Linked DNA regions of Mus musculus: region 1 is linked to region 2. Evidence: chromatin contacts called from public promoter capture Hi-C data. All regions are on one chromosome and are shown on one strand. The core of a region is the stretch at or near the end of the contact, and the rest is flanking DNA. Distances in the headings are between cores, read along the strand shown. Region 1 holds the start of Sec22c (SEC22 homolog C, vesicle trafficking protein). Region 2 holds the start of Cck (cholecystokinin).

Region 1 (4,383 bases), core at 1,860-4,359, 210 kb before region 2:
GTGTGTCAGAAACAGTGTGATAGATGTGATCATCCCTGGACTTCCAACCCATGGGAAACGAAGTGGACATTTAAAAAGAATTACTGAATGGAACAAAGTAGAGGCACGGTGGACAGTGCAGGAGGGAGGAAGCAAATGAGCCGGAGGGGAGGGCAGAGATCAAATGTCTAAAGTTATAAATAACTGGACATGAAAGCTGTCTGTGGAGATGTAGAGGTAGTGGGGGTGGAGAGCTGAAAAGCTTGCTTGGAATGGAAAGCCTCCGGAGGGGACAGTGGCCATGAGTGGTCAGTGATTGTAGATGTGGGCTGGGATCTTAGGCACTACACCTTACCCATTTCCCATTATATTCTATGGTAGAGCCTAAGACTCACCAGGTGTGCCAGACAGAAGGTGAAGGAACATTCTATCTAAATCACTCACGTCTCAGATACTAATATCCCAAGGCTTCGTCACATTAAAAAAGATCTTGTTCATTTATTTTGGTTTTAAGACAGTGTCTCTCAAACGATGACCTTGTGCTTCTGATTCTCCCATCTGTATCTTTTGAGTGCTGAGGCTCCAGATGTGGTTGCGGTGCTGGGGACAGAAGTCGGTCGACGCTTCACTCATGCATGCTCCACAAACACTCCCATGCATGCATGCTTCGAAAACATCCCCTCACTGGCACCACATGCCAGCCTGAAGTTCTTTATTTTTGCTTTATAAACATTGTGTTTAGATGTATTTTTGCTTTATAAACATTTTGTTTAGATGTATGTGGATGAATGTTTTGCCTGCATATGTGTATGTGCACCACGTGCCTGTCTGGTGCCTGTGGCTATCAGGGGAGGATGTCAAGTCATCTAGGACTTACAGATGTTTGTGAGCCACTGTGTGAGCATACACAGTAAAGCCCGGGTCCTCTGCAAGAGGAACAAGGTGATCTGAATTCCTGAGCCAATTCTCCAGTCCTCTTGGTTTTTGTTGTTGTTGTTGTTGTTTTAAAATAGGGTCTCTGTTCAAGCTTGCCTAGGATTCACTATTTCGCCCAGGGTAGCCGCAGATCCATGGCAAGGCTCCTCTACCAGCCTCCTGAACACTGGTGTGAATACTGGTGTGAATACTGATAACAGGTGTGAGGCACTACACTCCTGTCTTAGTTAGGGGTTTACTGCTGTGAACAGACACCATGGCAAAGGCAAGTCTTATAAAGGACAACATTTAATTGAGGTTGGCTTACCGGTTCAGAGGTTCAGTCCATTATCATCAAGGCCGGAACATGGCAGCATCCAGGCAGGCATGGTGCAGGAGGAGGTGAGAGTTTTACATTTTCGTCTGAAGGCTGTTAGCAGAATACTGGCTTCCAGGCAGCTAGGATGAGGATCTTAAAGCCCACACCCACAGGGCCACACCTTCTAATAGTGCCACTTCCTGGGTCGAGCATATACAAACCATCACAACTGCTAAATCTAGAGTTTTCTAGGTCTAATACCAAATATCCTCTATGTAGACAGAGCACACAGTGGACAGGGTGTTGGTCTCCTTCATGTTTTTCTCCTTTGTGAATGTTATGAACTAGCCTTGTTGGGACTTGTTACAGACAAGCCCTGACTTGGTGTGGGAGGGAACCATGGCATGACTTGAATACCAGAACACAATAATGCCCAAAGGCTATCTTAGGCTGTCACAAGTCTTCCTGTGTTCGTTTTGTAATTTGTCTGTGGTTACATAAGCCCTGCTTCCATTTCCACCCACCAGAGAAGTGTCGTTTAGAAGTCTTCACTCAGCTCAGGTCTCTCCATGTACCGTGTCTATCCAGCTGCTAGGTTGGCACCCACTGTAGGCTTCTCCGCAGAGATGGAATGGATAGGCTCTCTCTGACTATATGGTGGTTTATGAGGGGAACATGCTCATGTGGTGACAGAGGCTGAGAACCAGGGGAGCCAGTTCTGGGGTTCACTGACTTGCACTTGGCCTCAGAATCAGGGGAGCTGGGACTGGGGATGTGGCCCAGTGGGTAGTGCTCTTGTCTAGAAGGCAGGAAGCCCTGGGGTTGAGCTCCAGAGCCACACAACCTTGCTGTGGAAGCACACACACATCGGTAATCCCAGCGCCCAGCAAATGGAGTTTGTAGGATAGCCTTCAGAGTCAGCCTGCTACACAGTGAATTCAAGGTCAGCTTGGGATACACAAGACCCTGTCTCAAGGGATAAAAATGAAGTATCCGTGAAGCTGATGATGTAACATTAGTGAGAAGCTGAGGTCCTGAGAACCAGAGCCGGGACGTTCCAAGGAAAGCCTGGAGTTCTGATGTATGAAGAGGGTGACAGGCCTGACCCGGGGTTTTGTAGTTCAGTTATTCTATCAACAGAGATACATCCTCAGCCCCACAGAGTTCTGTGCACAAGCAAATGTCTCTGAAACACACAAACTCTCCCTTGCCCAATGGCCTGAGACTTGGAGAAGCTTTTCCTGAGCCCCAACTCCAAGACAACTGTTCCTGTAAATTCTCTTTGGAACCCATGCTTCTGTGAAGCATAACTCGTGTTTAAACACCAGAATTCCTGCCTGGTGCCCTACCCCCTTCTCTTGATTTGGTTTCTGTGTTCACACTTCCTGTGTACGCAGTGCGCGGCAAACAGCGGTGCTCAGCACTTGTCAAAACAGTAAGGGCCTAACTGTGCTACCCAATCTCCCTCCAGCCTCATAGCGAGGTGTGTGTGGCTCAGGGATCGGACTTTGGCACCTCCTCCAGGCTGGCAGAAGGCTGTGCTCTTCGGATCCTCTATCTCGGGCCTCTTGCCCAGCTGCGTAGCCTGCAAGAACCCACGCCCAGGGAGTGTCACTCCAGTCACACGGGGCCTAGACGCCTCTGGAGAACAGCCCTGTCCGCTCCAGGCCAGGCATCGTGGGGACGTCGGAGCCTCTTCTCACCGCTCGAGGTGAGACTCGCACGTGGGCCTGGGGACCTGCGGAAGAGACGCGGGCTGAGGGGAGCAAACCCGGGCCAGCCCTGGTAGATTCACTCAATTCCCGGGTCTGAACAACTGGACAGCAGAGACGCCCCACGATTGGTCTGTTTGGCGTCGCTTAGCAGCAGCGAATGGGAGCTCACGGTGTGCGCATGAGCACCACATCCTGCCTCCTACAGCCGGGCCGCGGGTAACCTGCACCCCGCCGGCCGCCGGGGTGGGCTGCGGTGGCCGAGGCGGAGGTCGGCCGCGGGGGCGAGGTGAGGTTAGCGGGCCAGGCGGGCGTGGAGAGGTGGGGTCGGGGTCTAGGCCACCGGGCTGCAGCCCGGGCCGGTGGGACTCCGCCGAGGCCCGGCCCCCTGCACGGTGCGTACCGGCTGGGATGCGCTGCCCGCTGTGCCTGCTGCCCGGGGCGGGGCCGGGGCGTGTCTCGGGAGGGCGGGGCGGTGGTTCCCTTTATGTAGACTGAACTCTAGTCCTGTCACTTGCTTCTTTTGAGAGCAAACTTTCCTTAGTCTGCTGGTCTAGCAGAACTTGGCTTCTTCAAGGCCTGGTCACCCCTACACCAACTTTCCTGGACTTGGATAAGCCGGGACAAAGAACCTGCAGAGCAGAGCGGGGGTCAAGCTTGCAAAAAGCCAAATCCAGGGAAGGAACTGAGTTACCTCTGATGAAAGGTGCCGTTACAGTTTGCGGTCTTGTGAAACGGAGCCCCATGTAACTCGAGTTTGGCCTTGAGCTTGGGATCCTCCTGCCTCCACTCCCCGCCCCGCAAGTTCTGGGATCACAGGTGTATGGCCTCCATGCCCAGCTCGGTTGGTGTAGCGGGTGACAAGATCAGAGAAACTAAAGCAACCCTCAGTGCAGAGCCAATGCTAGAGCAACGTGTCTGTAAAAGTCTACACAGAGAGTTTATTCAGGTAAAGAACTTGTCAGGGAAATGAGAACGGGGACAGCTTTGCATAGCCTGACACTGATATACAGGATTCATTCGCACCGCAGCTTTCTCAGGAAGACAGTTGTAGACAGGTCCCTAGAGATGCCTCGTAAATGTTTAGTGGACAACAGAGAGGACATCTTGAGGTCTCATAAAGAATTTCAGATCAAGGCTGGGGTGATGGTGCACATCTTTAATCCCAGCACTCAGGTGGCAGAGATAGAGGCAGTGCATAGCCAGACAAGACAACTGACTTTAGAGTATAATACACTAGGTAAGGAGAGGTGGTTTTATTTTATTTTAGAGAGGGTCTCACTCTGTAGTCCTGGCTGGTATGAAACTTACTGTGTAGGCCATGCTGGCCTGGGTCTGCCTGCCTCTTCTAAATCCTGGGATTAACGGTGTGTGCCTCTGAGCTTTAACTCCAGCAGTTTACTCACCACTTGGTTCTGTTTTAGGCAGGCTGTCCTGCAGCCTAAACTGCCCTTTAAC
Region 2 (4,322 bases), core at 1,248-3,747:
CAAAACAAAATTACTGTTCTTGCCTCAGCTGCTTGGAGGAACCTCACTGAATCACTATGGCCATAGAATCCAGGCTCCACCTATTTTCCATCAGTCCTACCCAGAATTCCCAGGGAAGATGAAGAAACCATGGCTACAATATTTTATTAAATAAAGAGTCCATTGTGCCACCTTCTTCCAGCTTCTAACTGTCCTTGACACCTTTGGCTTCTCCTGGTGGCTTTTCTACTCTGGCCTTTGACCCTGCCTGTGGTCAGGTGCTGGACCCTTCTCCCGTTCCTTCCTCTGGCTGTCACACCTGGGAATCTGGGCAGAGATGCCTTTTCTCTTCCCTCGCTTCCCACCTTTTGAGTCTCTTCCTACAGCTTCCAGGTGGGAAGCCACCATCTACAGAAAGAGTCTTGGGTTGTACCTCCAGTGTCCCTCTGTCCAGGACTTGAGATCACAACCTTCTCTAGCTGTCCACCCATAACCTGGATTCATCCCCCACGCCCCGCCAGACACACACCAGTTGGTGTGTTTTCTTCTGAACTCCCCCTGTGGCCAATACACTCCCACCCACCCTTGTCTCTCAGCCCAGAACTTCACAGTCAGCCCCAGACACGGAGTACCTTTGGGTTTCTTGAAGAGCAAGATGCTGCTTCCATGCCTGGAAGTTTCTGCTTATGTCTACTGTTCTAGCTATTCGGATGTTCTATTGTAGGCACTTAGGACTCGTATAGTGTCTGCTACATTTCATGATAGTGAATAAATTTCACAAAAGCATATTAGGCTTCCTATAAATCTGTCCTCATTCCTCAATGGCCCTCCCATCTCCTGTCTTCCTAACCTGTCCTGGTCTCCCGTGTCTGCCCTAGGGACACCTCCATGTCACCACCAGACTCAGTGGAAATCCTTACTCCGCCCTTGGCTATTAGTGCAGATCTGAACTCAGTTCCTTGTACTTGCAGGCAAGCACTTCACTGGCTGAGCCGCCTCCCAGTTCCAGCTCCAGGCCCCCGGCTCCCAAAGGTGTTTATTTGTGTGGGTATTTATTTTGTCCAGTCTTGGTCACACCGCATCCTCAGGGGCTGGGCACAGTTCATAAATCTTGAGGCAAGCGATGGAGGGAAGGAGGCAGCTAAGCGTCCATATCTCAGCCACCGACCCAGGGAAGTCAGCGCCTGTGGATTCTGACCATATCGAACAGCCTTGTGCCCAGCTGCTTTATCCACAATTCCGGACATGCTCGATCTGTCACAGATACATTCCCACAACCTGAGCTGTCTTGTGCGGGAAATCACCCCACAGCATTTAATCTGTTGCTGTTTAAAACATGTTGCCTCTAGGTTGCAGACACCGCTAGAGCCACAACCATGAACCTAAACTCTTGGCATCACTTGCTGTTTCTCATAGTCCCCCTCAGCCGGAAGTCCCCAAACTGTGTGCCTTTTCTATTTAGAAAGAGTTTCTAACCCTTTCTCCATTCACCCTAGCTTGACAGGGTTGAGGGCATGGTTGCCCTGGCTGGTGGTGACCCCAAGTTACAAGCTAGCAGCAAGGAGGTTGCTGTGGGGCTTCCTCAGTATGTGTTCTGTGGAATGGGGTTAGAGGGATTCAGCAAATTCTAGCACCCTGGGCATAGATAATCACTTTGTTATGTGAGAACTGGGGGTTGCAGGATTGTGCGCACTACAGCAGAGAGAGCCCCCTCTCTCCTTCTTGCTTGGTAAGAGTCTTTTTCTCAGCCAAGATCCTCATCACCCAGCGAAATCCCATAACTTTAGAGGGACTAGACTGGAAAGGGTGATCTGAGCTCTTGGGAAGGTGCGAGCCCAGCCCGCATGGCTCAGCCAGCCAGAGCTTGGGAGTGCCTGAGACACTCTCTGGCGCCACTTCACGACCAAAAGCATCAGTAGATGATAGGCCCCTGGGAAGTCGTCGTGGAAAGAAATTACAAATCTTTTTCCCAGAGGCTTTTCGCAGAAAGGCAGGAGCTGCACCCGATCTTACAATTGTGTAAGAATAGAATCCAGGATGCCAACTGCAATTGAGTTCTGAAAAATTGGGAGCCCGATTTCCCTCTCTTACTTGTGAGAGCCCACTCAGGTCTGAGGTGGTCCCAGAGAACACACCAGGATTACATCTGCTGACACCCAGCCTGTGAGGGTCCCCCAGTTTCCTTGAAGGATTTGATCCCCAAAGCTCACTGAACTTGGTCAGCTTCTCCATTGCAGATAAACTCCTGTTTTTCACCGAGAGTGGAGGTGGCACCCTCCCTGAGGTGGACTCTGCACAGGCGCCGAACAGGTGGGAAGGAAGCTCTTTAGATAAAGAGTAAGACCCATGCAAAGTGCCCCCCTGGGAGGGGCTATCCTCATTCACTGGGACGCTTCCCTTCTCTCCGGAGGGCCACATCAATCGGTGGTCCCTCCAGTGGCTGCCTCTGAGCACGTGTCCTGCTGGACTGCGTCAGCACTGGGTAAACAGATGACTGGCTGCGAACCGGGAGGAGCTATTTAAGAGCAGTCACCCTCCCGCCTGCCCTCAACTTAGCTGGACTGCAGCCTTCTCCGCTGGAACTCGCCAAGCCAGCTGATTTCCCCATCCAAAGGTAAGTAGCTGGCTGATCCAACAATCTTGAGTGTGAAGAATATTGGCCTGCAGCTTTGCACCTCTTGCTGTTTAGTCTTTCCTTTTTCTGTGCCTTCCCTCCCTTGACAGCTAGAAAGATTTCCTGAAGTCAGAAATAGCCTTAAAATGCATCTGGGTGGGTACTGCTGCGGAGAGACTTGTTGTATGTTCTGTTTACAGCAAGGCTGGGAATAGCCACTCTTAGGGTTTCTCTGCTGTTCGGAGCACTTTGCAATCATTTAAAAGAAACTACCTAGAGGTTTAAAGATTTATGCCCATTTTCTAAATGCTGCATTAAAAAAATTTTAAGGCTTTGGGGAATAAAAACACATCATTATGATACAGCACCCATCTGCTCAGTTCTCAAGTGTAGCAGGGCTTTGGCCACATCTGAGGACTGGGCACAGATTTCTGGCTTTTGCTTTGTATAGTGACTTCCCGTAAAACGCAGAAGAATCTATATAAATACAGCTTCTTTTTATGGGCCCACACTTAAAACGGCGTTTCCCAGTGTCCTGACATTTTTAATGTAGTGAATAAATTTAATCTCTCACATTTCTCTCCAGAAGTATCCTCCCCGTGTTTGTCTGTCCGTTTGTCTTTCTGTGTCTCTCTCTGTCTCTCTGACTCTCTCTCTCTCTCTCTCTCTCTCTCTCTCTCTCTCTCTCACACACACACACACACACACACACACACACACACACACACACACGCTTCATTCTGCTTTTCTGGTTAGAAGAGAGATGAGCTACAAAGGCGTCCTGGAACTTCAGGAAAGCAAGAGGAAACGCTGCTTCTGATCAGGGCAGAAAAATCGGGACTCTGCGGGATTCCCAGGTCCCAGGTGTGGATAACACAAAAGCCAGGCAGAAATTATCGCGGTGGCCAGGGCGCATCTAGGAACTTCGCTTGGCTACGGTTGAGCCAGTCTGACCCGGCTGCAGCCCCCATGTTCAGCCTCAGCCGACTTCTGTGTGCGGGACTTTGGGCTGGAGCACGCTGAGGCCAGTCTTTGGTTCACTCTCCTCGCCTTTGCTTCCCATAGCCATGAAGAGCGGCGTATGTCTGTGCGTGGTGATGGCAGTCCTAGCTGCTGGCGCCCTGGCGCAGCCGGTAGTCCCTGCAGAAGCTACGGACCCCGTGGAGCAGCGGGCGCAAGAGGCGCCCCGAAGGCAGCTGCGGGCTGTGCTCCGGACGGACGGCGAGCCCCGAGCGCGCCTGGGCGCACTGCTAGCGCGATACATCCAGCAGGTCCGCAAAGGTAAGGGTGTCCGCTCCCCGTCAGGCTTCTGCTGCGGCTCCAATCTTGATCCTTTCAGCACTGGCAGGGAGGAGGAAACAGAGGACGCACAAGGAGCAAAATTTTCACTTTTCTTCCCTGAGGTACGCTGCACAGCGCTGAGCAGTAGACAGGCGGTGTTCACAGGGGAGGTGGGCGGAGGGCTTACCTCGTTGGTAAGGGAAGCCGGCTAACAGACCCTTTTCTGAACTGATTTTGACACTGTCTTCGGATGAAATATAAAACCGTTTTAGGACAACATTAAAAAATAATAATAATCAAGTGCTGGTAAGATTCCTTAGATCCGCCCTATCGCTTCTGCTGGGGGCCACCAGGCTCTGACCTTGGGAACCCCTCAGGCAGGAAGTGGGTCGGCGCTGAGACAGCCTGAGATCTGAAAAGAGCCGGAGGCCTTGTGCACCTCTCCCCC

What was found. Capture Hi-C pulls out chosen DNA fragments and counts their contacts.
Region 1: a contact with region 2 is called in a promoter capture Hi-C map of pancreatic islet. The contact joins the promoter of Sec22c here to the promoter of Cck in region 2. A contact is called at or near these places in 3 of 39 promoter capture datasets (cranial neural crest, embryonic stem cells and macrophages), 1 of 15 datasets of contacts at CTCF or cohesin (the NIH/3T3 cell line), 11 of 115 datasets of contacts at active chromatin or transcription factors (bone marrow-derived macrophages, craniofacial prominence, embryonic basal ganglia and 6 more) and 4 of 9 other capture datasets (adipose tissue, embryonic stem cells, macrophages and 1 more).

What each region holds. Positions count from the first base shown.
Region 1 is chr9:121,703,755-121,708,137 of GRCm38.p6, reverse strand. Sec22c (SEC22 homolog C, vesicle trafficking protein) reads left to right here and starts at 3,109. Exons shown (of 7, transcript NM_001164562.1): 1 at 3,109-3,214.
Region 2 is chr9:121,493,869-121,498,190 of GRCm38.p6, reverse strand. Cck (cholecystokinin) reads left to right here and starts at 2,497. Exons shown (of 3, transcript NM_031161.4): 1 at 2,497-2,593; 2 at 3,659-3,874. The coding sequence starts at 3,661. The region is part of intron 1 of Gm38661 (a long non-coding RNA gene); the gene reads right to left.